Linked DNA regions of Sus scrofa: all the other regions are linked to region 3. Evidence: chromatin contacts called from public Hi-C and HiChIP or PLAC-seq data. All regions are on one chromosome and are shown on one strand. The core of a region is the stretch at or near the end of the contact, and the rest is flanking DNA. Distances in the headings are between cores, read along the strand shown. Region 1 holds the start of OS9 (protein OS-9). Region 2 holds the start of AGAP2 (arf-GAP with GTPase, ANK repeat and PH domain-containing protein 2). Region 3 holds the start of MBD6 (methyl-CpG-binding domain protein 6).

Region 1 (4,289 bases), core at 1,302-3,801, 170 kb after region 3:
GATTAGGGGTTGAATTGCAGCTGTACCTGCTGGCCTATGCCACAGCCATAGCAACACCAGATCTGAGCCACATCTGCCACCTACACCACAGCTCAGCTCACAGCAATGCTGGATCCTTAGCCCACAGAGCAAGGCCAGGGATTGAACCCATGTCCTCATGGATACTAGCCAAGTTTGTAACCATTGATCCACAGCGGAGCTCCTTGAAGCCATTTCTTAATTGTCTTTTACCTTAGAGTGCTGATGAATTGATAGCTCTAATGCTATTCTGAATTTTTTTTTAATTTTTGCTGTTCTGATTCTCGATCCTTGTATGCAACTTGTTCTTTCTTTCTAGAAGCTTTTAGAATTGATTGTCTTTGTCCAGTGTTCTGATGTTCTGTAATGATGGATCTTGTTGTGGACCTGATTTATTTTGCTGTCAGTGTGCCCTTTCAATTTAGAGACTCAGTTCTTCATTTCAAAGTAATATTTTAAAATAATTTCTATGATTATTTCTTCCCCTCTGAGTCAGTCTCTGTTCTTTTTGTGGAACTCTCATTATTTAGATGTTCAACTTTCTGGACTGGTTTTTTGCTTTTTTATTAATTTGCTTCAAAAGTAAGGCAAACTTGATTTTGAATTTTATCCTCCAGGTTTTTTTTTGTTGGTGGTGGTTTTTTTTTTTTTTTTAGCTGCACCTGCTGTATGCGGAAGGACTGAACATTTGTCACAACAGTGACCCAACCACTACAGTGACTTGTAGTGGGTACAGATCCAGTACCACAAAAGAAATCTTTCCTCTACTCTTTCTGTTGAGTTTTAATTTCTGCTGTCATGGTTTTGATTTCCAGAAGTTCTTTTTTTTCTTATCCAGATAGTAATTACTTTTTAAATAACTTCCTGTTGTTATTTTATGCATACAATATATTATCTCTCTGAGGCCATTAATAATGGATTTTTTGTTTATTTTTAAACTTTTTTTTTCTTTGCAATTTCTGTTTCATTTAAATTGCTTTTTTTTTCTTCTTGCTTGTTTTGGTTTCTTCCTTGTATATTAAGGCTGTCCTTAAATATCTAATGATCCTAGGCTGTCTGCTCATTTTATTTTTATTTTTATTTCTATTTTTAGGCCCACACCTGCGGCATATGGAAGTTCCCAGCCTAGGGGTTGAATTGGAGCTGCAGCTGGCCGCCTACACCACAGCCACAGCAACATGGGATCCAGCTTGCAGCAATGCCAGATCTTAATCCACTGAGCAAGGCCAGGAATTGAACCTGCATCCTCATGGATACTGTCGGATTCTTAACCCACTGCAGAGACAACACAGGTCCTTAACCCGCTTTGCCACAGAGGAAACTCCAGTCTGCTTATATTAGAGTGAGAACATTAAAAGGTTGATTGGAAAGATTGTGTGAGGGCTGGGGCCTGTAGGCTAAGGGCTTAATTGAAGGATTCCTTCATCTGTTTACAAGAACCTAGATGAGAGTATCTTTGGGATTTCTCTTTTGGGCTGGACAGATTCTCCATATAAGTTTTTCCAAAGTATAATCATGCTCTTGTTTATGTTTGTTTAGGAATTAATTTCTCAGGTTTGCTAAATCAGTTACCATTCCTTAATTTGCTTTCTAGCTTCTAAAATGTTGCTGCTGTTGTCTCCTTTCTCTTTGTTCCTACATGGCCTAGAGAATAATACATGCATTGCCACTGCTCCCCATCCCCAGCTCCAGCCCCCCGTTTTTAATTGGAAGCCCCATTATTTCTTTTTCTTTCTTCTTTTTCTCTTTTTGCTCTTTTAGAAGGCCGCACCCGCAGCATATGGAAGTCCCCAAGCTGGGGGTCGAATTGGAGCAGCAGCTGCCAACCTAGACACAGCCACAGCAACACAGGACCCAGTCGCGCCTGCGACCTATACCACAGTTCACTGCAACGGTGAATCCTTAGGCCATTTGGCGAGGCCAGGGATCAAACCGCACCCTCATGAATACTAGTCTGACTCCTAACCCTCTAAGCCACAATGGGAACCCCCTTCCCATTATTTTTTAGGATAATTTTATTAGAGGACAACTGCAGGATTGTGGAGAAAGGCTTTGAAACAAATTACTAGATTGCCCTAAAGTCGTATGTATATGTGAAAAGAGTAATCTATTATGTAATAATTGTTTTGCAACAGGTATTAGTAGCTTTCAGGAGTATTGAGTTGCACGCACCCATATGCCTCTTTTCTCCAGGCGGCGGCCCTACACACAACACAGCAAATGACTTAAAAAGTCGAGATGTACTAAACAACTAGTCGGAGATAAAAACCTGCTTAACCTGGCCCAGCGCATAGACCACGCCTTTCTGGAGCGGAGAGGGTGGGAGGGGGTCCGATCTCGTTGGTGATTGGCTGGCCTCTCTGGCCAATCACGCGCAGCGAATGATTTCGCTAATCGTCGTGATCCACCTCCTAGTGGGCTTTGGAGCTACTTTGTCAAATGGGAATAGGGCACATGAGAAGGACAGAAAATTTAGCCAATGAAACCTTGGGGCGTTAATGGGCGGGGTGAGGCCGCTGCCAGGTTTGGGGCGGAAGGAGTTGTTCTGGATTAGAAGGGGAACGAAAGATGGCGGCGGAGACGCTGCTGTCCAGTCTGTTGGGGCTACTGCTTCTGGGGCTCCTGTTACCCGCAAATCTGACCGGCGGTGTCGGGAGCCTGAACCTGGAAGAGCTGAGTGAGATGCGTTATGGGATCGAAATACTGCCGTTGCCTGTCATGGGAGGGCAGGTGAGGAGGCGTAAAAGGGGAGAGGGTCCGGAGCAGAAGGGGAAGGGGGAGATGGTAGAGGAAGAAGGGCAGATGTGTAGTCTCTGGCGGGAGAATCGGTAAGAGTAAGAAGGGGATTTATGAGAACTCCTGAGGTTCGCAGACTGAGACCCATTCCCTTGGGGCCAGGGACTGGGAGGGGTGGGGCTTCCCGCTGTCAGCTTTAAGTCCCAGTTCCTGATCGAAACACTCAGACTCCTCCCCCGTGGAGAAGTGGGAGTGCCCTCTCCCCTCACCCGCTAAACACAGCTGCAGGACTTGTGGCCCATTCTGTCTTGACTGGGCTCTTCCCCAGGATATGAAGAGGGATCTCGTTGTTCTTCCTGATCCCAGGTTCTCTTTCCCTCCCCGCCCCCCCGACCCTTACCTCTTTCCCAGAACCAAGCTTCGGACGTGGTGATTGTCTCCTCTAAGTACAAGCAGCGCTATGAATGTCGCCTTCCAGCTGGAGCTATTCACTTCCAGCGTGAAAGGGAGGAGGAGGCACCTGCTTATCAAGGGCCTGGGATCCCTGAGTTGTTGAGCCCAATGAAAGATGCTCCCTGCCTGCTGAAGGTGAAGGGGACTGGGATGGAGGGAATGAGGGCTTAGGAATTATCTATTTGGGAACCCGTGTGCCTGTGAATGAGGAGTGATCCAGAGGATATGTAAGAGTTAAGAAGGCCATTGAAGGAGTAGGCATATTGTACAGACAGGAAAGAAGCAAAGACTCCTGTGACCACTGATGACACTTTGCTGAATATAGAAGGAGGATTAGATAGACGATCTCAGAAGAAGAGTTAAGCCAACGTGGTATAGGCTGGCAGCTGCAGCTCCAATTGGACCCCTAGCCTGGGAACTTCCATATGCTGTAGGTGCGGCCCTGGGTGGGGAGGGGGGGAATTTAGCCAAGATTGAGGTGCTTAAAGAGGGTCAGTATAGGGCAAGAGGGGCACTTCCCAGACAAGCCTTCCTTGTAAAGTCAACCCTCCTCTTTCACTCTCTGTCCAGTATCCTATTTTATTTTCATCTTGGCACTTTTCATCATCTGAAATCATCTTATTACCTGAATCATCAGTTTATTTATTTTTGGTCTGAGTCCTAGCACTAGAATGTAAGTCTGTGAGGGCAGAAAATTTATATTGTGCACAGCTGTATCCCCAGTGGCTAAAACAGTACAAGGAAGTTCGATTTATTTTGTAATAGCCTATGTTTCCTTGGTCTGAGTGCTTCAAGGATATCACAATTTCCTATCTTTATGAACACAAAGAAGGATTTTTATATTATTTATTTTTTACTGTTTGGTCTTTTTAGGGCTGCACCTGCAGCATATGAGGTTCCCAGGCTAGGGGTCAAATCAGAGCTGCAGCTGCTGGCCTACACTACAGCCACAGCAACACCAGATCTGAGCCTCGTCTGCCATCTACACCATAGCTCACGGCAACGCTGGATCCTTAATCCACTGAGCAAGGCCAGGGATCAAACCTGCAGCCTCATGGGTACCAGTCAGATTCATTTCTGCT
Region 2 (4,239 bases), core at 292-2,791, 250 kb after region 3:
AAGAGGCAGGAGGATCTGAGGGTGGAAAGAGTGGATTTTTTTTTTCTTTCTTTCTAGGGCTGCACCTGCAGCATATGGCAGTTCCCAGTCTAGGGGTCTACACCACAGCCACACCAGATCCAAGCCACATCTGTGACCCATGCCGCAGCTTGCGTCAACGCCGAATCCTTACCCATTGAGCAAGGCCAGGGACTGAACCCGCATCCTTCTCATCCTATATCAGGTTCTTAACCCACTGAGCCACAATGGGAACTCCTGGAAATAGTGGATAGTTTGATGTAATCACTTTGTTTCAGGACTCAAACCTTTCTGGCCCTGCCAAATGTCGCTTCTCCTACATGCTTTTTTTTTTTTTTTTTTTTTTTTTTTGTCTTTTTGTCTTTTCTAGGGCTGCACCCACGGCACATGGAAGTTCCCAGGCTAGGGGTCCAATCGAAGCTACAGCTGCCGGCCTACACCACAACCACAGCAATGCAGGAGCCACGTCTGCAACCTACACCACAGCTCACGGCAATGCCAGATCCTTAACCCACTGAGCGAGGCCAGGGATCGAACCCGCAACCTCATGGTTCCTAGTCGGATTCGTTAACCACTGAGCCACGACGGGAACTCCTCTGCATGTGTTATTGATATTAATTTGTGAAGGATAGGGAGGTTTAATATGTGAATTTATAATTGGAGATAAGAGAGTTGAGATTACCCACTGGAACCTGTAAAATAGCTTGAACAATAATAACTAACAACAAGTGTTTACTATGTGCCAGGCTCTGCTCTAAGCATTCTGTATATACTAACTCATTCAGTTTCACAACCAAACAGGTGGATGTATTGTTATTTATCTCCATTTCACAGATGAGGAAACAGGCACAGGGAGTTTAACTGGCTAAAGGTTACACAGGTAGTAAGTGGCAAAGCTGGGACCCATGTAAAGTGACTCTAGCATTTAGATGATGCCACTTATGCAGTCATAGACTTCTCCTAAAATGTAAATCATTCACTGGGGTTGAAGGGAGGTTTTTCACTTGTGTCCTACTCTGCCTCCTTCTCTTGGGGGAAGGAAGAACTATATCTTCTCATCCCCAGGAAGAGAGCAGTGTGTCAAAGCACTTATTCAGTAATAAACAGATACTAATCAACCACTATGCCCGCCTCCAGAGTGAAAATATGGAAACTCCTTCTTACCCTCATACTTATTCATATTTCAAACTTTTCCCTTTGTCACTTTTTTATAAGCCCAAGCTTCAGGCATGTGCTCTGAAGACGCCCGCACACTCTTGTTTGTACCTGTGGCTTTGTAACCTACAGCAAGGCGCCAACCCCAAGCTGGTGTTTTTCATATTCAACTTCCAGCATTTTCACACCGTTAGGAGGGGAGATATAACAGATTACGTGTACTAGTGGACACACTTACAAACATGTTGCTGTGCCCAATCGCGGACTCAGTGACCAGGCTAAACAGGTCAATATTTTGCTTCTCTGGGTGTTCCCGAGTGTGACGCAATAGCAGCAAACGAAGGCATCATCATGAGGTCACTGCGGGGCGAGGAGAAAGGGGCGGGGAGGGCTCTCGCTTGAGGGGAGGAGCCCTTTCACCCGGACCTCGAAGCGGCACATTTCCTCGCTACACCGGAGTTTCACCAGGTGCCTCCTCCCTCGGATTAGCTCTCTTCCAGCCGCCGCCACAGAAAGCTCCGTTTTCAATCCGGGGTTTTGAAGTTTACGCTCTGTTCCCTATGAGAATCTCTAGAAGCCCTGCCCCCAGTGTTAAATTTCATCCAATAAAGAACCTAAAGGAGGAGCTGGCAGGCGGGTCAGTGACGCAATGCAGATTGATTGGCATTCAAACCATCGAAATTCTGGATTAGCCCCGAGTTTAGCCAATGCAAAGGCAGGGGTGGGACGGTGCAGGCGCAAAGGATTAGGTTTGGCTAGACTCGATTTAAAGAGACAGAAGCTGTCGGAGTCCAAGAAGACGGTCCCCGGACCCTCCCCCCAAGTCCTTGGGACCACTTGGGTCCCCAAAGCTGGGGAGATGGTCTGCGGAGGCTTTGCCTGCTCCAAGAATGCGCTGTGTGCGCTCAACGTGGTCTACATGGTGAGGTTTTGGTGGTGGGGGAAGCTACGGGCGGAAAGGCGAGTGAGGAGAATCTCTAGGGGACTTCCGGTGGGGAGAGGGGTGTACTGGGGGTTCCGGGAAGATTCCTGGGAACTTCCGGCGAAGAGGGAATTCCTGGGGACTTCCGTGGGAAGAGAGGAGACTTCCGGTGATCAGAGGGTTTGTCTGGGGGTGGGGGTAATGAAGTGAAGGCTGTGGGCACAAAGGCCCAGCCCTCCTTCAGTTTCTCCCAAACAGAAGTGATGGATGAGCTAAATGCTCCGTTCTATATTAATAGACTCTCCTATCTCTACCACCTCCCAACCCAGCCATTCTGACTTCCGATGGGAGGGGGGCAGAGTGCCAGGGAGGCTCCTGGCCCTGATAGTAGCACCTCCTCTCTCTCATTCCCACAATTTTCCTTTGTGGTCCAACCCCTGCCCCTCTCCCCTAAAGCCTTTGGCTGTGGTGCATACTGAAACTATTTGAGATGCATCCTGCTCTGTTTCCCATAGCTGGTAGGCTTGTTGCTCATTGGAGTGGCTGCTTGGGCTAAAGGCCTGGGTCTGGTGTCCAGCATCCACATCATCGGAGGAGTCATAGCCGTGGGAGTCTTCCTTCTTCTCATTGCGGTGGCTGGACTGGTGGGTGCTGTCAACCACCATCAAGTACTGCTATTCTTTGTATCCTGACCTGAAGTGATGGGGCCCCTGGAGCTCTTGGGAGGGCTGAATCAGCTAGGAAAAAGTTAGAAGGGTCGAGCCCCCTCCATACCATACTCTATAAAGCTGATTAACTGTATTGTTTTCAACTGACTTGGTTGTGTAAGTTCTATGAATAGGTAAGCTCAGATAGAACATAAAGGAATCTGTTGGGACTTTTTTTCCCTTAACTCGTCCTCTCAGTACATGATCATCCTTGGCTTGGTCTTCATCTTCCAGTTTGGAATCTCTTGCTCATGTCTGGCTATTAACCTAAGCAAACAGGTAAGGTGGCACCCCTTCAGGTACTTATTCCCCCCCGCACTAACTCCTTACTCAGTCGGGCAACAAAAACTATTACTAGGCCCACTACCTTCAGACCCTTGAGCCATATCCTTCCTCTGGGATGTCTGGCTAATTGTCCATGAGGATGATCCAGGAGAAAGTGGGTAGTTATCCCTATGTGCACCTTTACTTCTGAAGGAAAACTCCCTTTACTCGAACAGGGAAAACTGAGGCACTTGAACTGAGATCAGGATGTAAGGAGATTCTTAATTAAGGTTAGCAATAGCAATAATTTCTTTCTGCCTGATATATTCTCCAGACAGATATCATCAATGCTTCTTGGCGGGTCATGAGCAACAAGACTCGGAATGAACTGGAAAGAAGTTTTGATTGCTGTGGCTTGTTCAACCTCACAACCCTGGATCAACAAGATTATGCTTTCTGCACTGCAGTGAGTTGGTGCAGAAAAAGTGGGGGGAGAGGGTAGGAAAACTGGGTTAAGGACAGTGCCATATTGGCAGATTTGAGTTTGTGACTGGCAGCTCAGTTTTATTGAGGGCTGTGTGCTGGTAGGAGTGGGGGTGGATACAGAGGCCAAGGAATCATCCACATGGGATTCCAGGCTGTAGGATGCTGATCAGGAAGTGGGAATATAATTTCTAGGGCCATTCACCACTAGGTATTAGACTAGAGCAGCATAGCAACTCTGCATTCTCCTAACTCCCATATGTTTATCCTCAGATCTGCAAGAGCCGGAGCCCCTCATGTCAGATGTGTGGAGAGAAGTTTCTTAGGCATTCAGATGAAGCCCTGAAAATCCTGGGAGGTGTTGGACTCTTCTTTAGCTTTACAGAGGTAACATTCTCCAGTTGCCTAATGTCCTTTCTCTACATCTGTTAAGTCTTAGTCCCAGAGATTCAAAATTGTTGCTCACCTCTTCCCCTCTGCTTCTACAGATCCTTGGTGTTTGGCTAGCAATGAGATTTCGGAATCAGAAGGACCCTCGAGCCAACCCTAGTGCCTTTCTATGAGATGCTGAATCCTTCTGACTTTTCTCCCGCTGTTTGCTCTCCCTAAGCCTTTTTTTTCCCCCTCCCTTAGGGAAAACCTGGGGTTTACAGCCCTTTTTGTTTGAGGAAAAAGGAAAGGTCTTTTGCC
Region 3 (4,457 bases), core at 150-2,649:
CCCTGGGGACTGTAGACGCAATACCGTCCTGAGTGTTTCTCTGCAGGGCTGTCCTCCCTGGGGAACCCTCCTTGCCTTCCAGTGTGTGGGACATAGCTTTCATCAGCAGTGGAGCCGCAGGCCAGAGGGCTGCAGAGCCGAGCAGGGGGCTAGCTAGCCTGATGCAATGGTTACACAGAGATTAGTTGGAGACAGGACACGGGGAAGGAGGCATAGACCAATCCCAGGGGAAGGACAATTCATTGGGGAGACCCCAAATGGCTTTCCTCACTTAAAAGATCCGGGATGCTCTCTTGTGCAGGAGACCCAGGGAGCTCTGAGGAAAGGGAAAACCCATCTCCGCTCCCGGTTCATGGGCACCCCTCTTCCCAAAGGCTTGTGTCAGCCTCTTTAAGATTCTGTCCTCTGCAAGGGCGCGGAAAAAATGTCCTGTGGAGGGTCCAGAAGCCCCAGCTACTGACGTGGCTATGCTGGCCCCGAGACGCTGCGGCTGAGACAGGATTGGGGGTGGGGAAGGGGCAGGGCCGATGGTGGCAAAGCCGGTTAGCTACGGTCACCAGGCTTCTCGGCGCGGGGGTGTGTCCTGTTGCTCGGCCTCATACCGGACAGGCCTAACGAGGAGGCTTGGGGTCAGCAACCGGAGAAAATACATCTCCCGAGGGCCCCTTCACCGACCAACAGAGAGCACGGTCTGTGCTCCGGACATAGGTGGGATAATACTGTCTTGCCAAGGAAGAGAGTCCGTAAGCACCATTTCCGAATAAAAGATTCCCCTCACTCCACCGGACAGTCACCTCACCGCTTTGCAGAGGGGGTGGGGCCACATCCCAAAGAGCGGATGCCCTAACCTGGAGAGGACAACTGGTGTTCGCGAGGATGGGAGAGTAAAAAAATAGGGAATCAGTACTCGCCTCTCTCCTCAGGTTCCGGCTCTGATTTTGGCTCTGTCGCTGCCACCGGCTCATCTTCAACATGATATTCTCTAAGCCTTAGACTCAAGCCTCTGACCTCCGCAGCGCAGAGCTGGGATCTTTTAACAGGGCCTTGCCCTCCCCTCTGGGGCGGATCCAGAAGCCTACCAATCAGAAAGCGGCACGCTGGCGTTGGCCCCGCCTCATCCCCTACATCCGCCACTCAGGAGCTCCTCGGCCCCGCCCCCATCACCTCCTCCCGCTTGGGGGTCGACTTCGTGTTGGACCCGGAAGTGGCTTTGGGTCACGAGGCTTCGCGGAGGAGGTGAGTGAGTCATGCGCGCGCGCGGAGGGGAGAGCTGGAGGGGGGAGGGGAGGAAAGGGGGGCGGGGATGATGCAATGTTTGGCAACCGGTGTCTGCGCGCGCACGCGCGCAAGGGACTGAGAGGGTAGTGGGAGGTGCGGGGGGTGGGGGTGCGGGGAAGAGGCGAGAGGGCGGGGCGCCAGCTCCCGGCACCCAACGGCCCCAACGGTTTTCAACCCGTCACCCCTAAGCTGCGGTGTGAAATCTCTCTGCAGCTTGTCTCTCTCTAGAGCTCATGTTCCACCCACCTGACATTAGCCCCCGTTCTATTTCCTCCATAAGGGACTCCCATTTTCCTCGCTTACCACCCTCTCCCAGCTAATGGACAGAAGGTCTTTTAAACATCCTTCCTTTGAAAATTTGCATCCATCAAGATTGTTTGCATCCTCTCCAGTTTTCTTAAAGGGGTCTTTTCTTTTAGCCCCCTGATTTCTTCCAAAGAGGCTGAAGAACTTGAATCCCCTTGGTGGTCATTTTCAGTTCCTCCCCTCTGAAGAGCACCCTTAGACGTTTATCTTTGCAAAGTTTCTGATGAGCCCTCAGCAAGCCAGAATTCATGTTCATTGCCGGGTGGACCGGATTCTGTCCCCCCCCCCCCCCACGTGGTGCTCTGGTGCCCTTCACCCAAGCCTGGGCCCGCCCTTTTCAGTGTACCACACCTGCAAGTCCTGTGACTCCCTGCTGTGAGGAGCCGGGCCCAGGCCTCCTGACTTCTAGGTGGGCTACAGTAGAGCCTTGTTGCCTGGAACACTGCTTGCACGTGAGCACACTACTGCTATGGAGTGGATTGTCAGGAGCCCAGATTCTAGCTTCAGCGGTCCTTCACTTGTCCATGAATCCTAGGGCAGCCACCTAATCTCTCTGTGCCTCGCCGTTCTGGTTCTCAAATACAAGATAATGAATTGTGAAAGTAAAATGAAAGACTTACGAACTTGGAGGCAGCTTGAACAAAAATGAAAAGCACCATGCAAAATTCAAAGTATTTTTCCAGTGCCATTAGGTAGAAAACATAGGCCATGTGGTGTCCTGTTACATATCCTCATACCCTCATGGGGGCAGCCAGAGTTTGTCCTAAGTAGAAACTGTCATAAGACCGCTTGTCGCTAGATAGCAGGTATAGGTGGTAGCGTGACGGTGACAAGTCCTTGGCCAGGCCTGCACCATTGCTCTAGACCTCCATTTCTCCTTCTGTAAGTGGAGGCGGGGGTGGATTGGACCAGATGGTCTCTCCTGGTCCAAAGACATGACCAGGTCGTCAGTGACAGGCAGAGGTCATGTGACTTGACAGGCCGGGGTCGTGTTGTGACATGTTGACCTGGGGAGGCGGGTCAAGTCTCAGCACACTACCCGGGAAGCCTTTGGGGCGGGGCAGGGCAAGTCGCGACTTTCATCTTTTGGGGCCAGCTCCTCCCGGACCTGGCATTCCTGGTTCCCCTAACAGATTGCGGCTTCGGAAGGGGCCCCTCCCCGAGGAGGGCTGGGATTGGCCACCAGTGGCCTGGGAAGAGGCTCGGATCCTTCCGCGGAGGGCGGGGGGCCGCGTGGGGTGTTTGTTCTCTTGGGGATTAATGGGGGGTTGTGGGGGAGGGGTAGGCGCGCTCCCGCATGCGCACTGCGACCCCTCCTGTTGGCTCGTCGTTGTCCGCTGGGCGGGGGCCCGGCCCCGCCCCTCTCCCGTCCGGGCAGCGGCGGCGGTGGCGGCGGCGGCGGCGGCGGCGGCAGCGGCGGCAGCGACGGCGGCGGCGGTAGCAGCCTGCGCAGTGCCTTCTGGGAACGGAATCCCCAGGGCTGCCCCTGGCCCCCATGGCGCATGCGCGGGAGGCCGCTCGGTGATCCGCGGCGGCGGCGGCGGCGCTTCCTGCTAGGACCGGCCAGGGCCGTACCGGAGGCTCGGGCTCCACCGACCCTCCTCCCACTCCCTCCCACTTACCCTCTGGGCCGCGACTGCGCAGGGCGGGGCCGGCCGAACCATGGGCCGCGGTGAGTGCAGGGCCCGGCCCCCCACCTCGCCCCTCCCCCTCCCCTCCCCTCCTGTCCCTACCCTCTGCCCCCGCGTCCTCTCGGCCTCTTTTCCCTGGCCCCATCCCCACTCCCCCGCCCTCACCTGCCCCCACCGTTTTTCCCTCTCACTGCTTGACTTTTGCCTTCTTCACCTCCTTCCCCTCAGTGCTTTGCCCACCCTCTACCCGCCCTCTCCCCAAGTTCCTTCCTACTTCATACGCCTTCCCCTCCTCCCCAAGCTGAGGGAAGCAGGCTGGGTGACAGGGCGCCTTGTTATGAGAGGGAAAGTTTAGAAGCCGCCAGTGTGGGGTGGGAGCGATGGTAAGGTTGGGGAGGATACTTGCAGGTTTGGAGGGCGTCCCCGTATATCAGAAGAGAATCCCTCTTGGAGCTAATTTGAAGCCAGTGGGACAGGAGGTGCTGAATCTCCTTGCCTTAGGCTTGGGGGGAAATCAGGAGCTTCTGAGGATCGTGGGAGAAGACAGAGCTGTGAGTCCAGCGTTTTAAGAAGACCCAGACGAAGTAGATCAGTGATTGTCTGATGGTGCCAGGCATGGGGGGAGTTGTGCTGGTACCACCCAAGCGGGCACTTGGGCAACTGCCTGGTGACCTCTGGGGCAGTCTGTACTTTTGTATGGTCTTCCTGAAGGGGAAGGAACAGCAGGAGCTAGAGTCTCTGGGAAACTTCCTACTGGCTTGGTATTGGGGGAATTAGCTCACACTTCTGGATGAAGGCTTTTTTCCTTGATGGGACAAAGGGTTCTCACCTATATATCTAGGGATTGAACTGCGATTCCTTGATCCCTCAGAGTTGAGGCTTTGACCCTCTGGTCCCCAGGGACTGGACATGGACGGGATGGTGGTAGACTCAGCAGATCCCTGAGATCTTTATGGATACTTAATCTATAGAAGATCTTTCCCTCGAGAGTATCCTGGGCTGTGGTGCTCTCCTAGGTTAGGCAGTTTCCTCACGGTCCCTTCTCTCTCCTGTGTTGCAGGTGTGGGCTAAATCGGCGGTCCCGGCTTTAGACTGGACCCCACAATGTTTGCAGAGATGTTCAGGTAGCCATGGTAGGGAGGCAGAGGGTTCCCCCTCATTCTCTCCCCCAGCTCTCTGAGGGTTTCCTCTTGCTGGCAAGTTCTCTTGAGTCTCCCCACAGCCTTTGCCTTTCTGGTGTAC

What was found. Hi-C and Micro-C count contacts between places; a contact is called where the count stands out from the background. HiChIP or PLAC-seq counts read pairs in DNA pulled down with a chosen protein or histone mark.
Region 1: a Hi-C map of liver shows a contact between it and region 3, with 2.5 times the contacts expected there. The contact joins the promoter of OS9 here to the promoter of MBD6 in region 3. A contact is called at or near these places in 3 of 47 Hi-C or Micro-C datasets (heart right ventricle, liver and skeletal muscle) and 1 of 2 datasets of contacts at active chromatin or transcription factors (alveolar macrophages).
Region 2: a contact with region 3 is called in an H3K27ac HiChIP or PLAC-seq map of alveolar macrophages. The contact joins the promoter of AGAP2 here to the promoter of MBD6 in region 3. A contact is called at or near these places in 1 of 5 promoter capture datasets (liver), 5 of 47 Hi-C or Micro-C datasets (fibroblasts, heart right ventricle, liver and 1 more) and 2 of 2 datasets of contacts at active chromatin or transcription factors (alveolar macrophages and skeletal muscle).

Annotation. Positions count from the first base shown.
Region 1 is chr5:22,955,352-22,959,640 of Sscrofa11.1, forward strand. It overlaps OS9 (protein OS-9), which reads left to right and starts at 2,552. Exons shown (of 16, transcript XM_021091889.1): 1 at 2,552-2,748; 2 at 3,166-3,342. The coding sequence starts at 2,587.
Region 2 is chr5:23,034,402-23,038,640 of Sscrofa11.1, forward strand. AGAP2 (arf-GAP with GTPase, ANK repeat and PH domain-containing protein 2) reads right to left here and starts at 1,542. Exons shown (of 19, transcript XM_021091895.1): 1 at 1,412-1,542. TSPAN31 (tetraspanin-31) reads left to right here. Exons shown (of 6, transcript XM_021091896.1): 2 at 2,611-2,778; 3 at 3,001-3,081; 4 at 3,401-3,532; 5 at 3,823-3,936; 6 at 4,038-4,239. The coding sequence starts at 3,004. The coding sequence ends at 4,112.
Region 3 is chr5:22,788,821-22,793,277 of Sscrofa11.1, forward strand. It overlaps MBD6 (methyl-CpG-binding domain protein 6), which reads left to right and starts at 1,400. Exons shown (of 14, transcript XM_013997655.2): 1 at 1,400-3,256; 2 at 4,276-4,339. It also overlaps a transcript of DDIT3 not described here.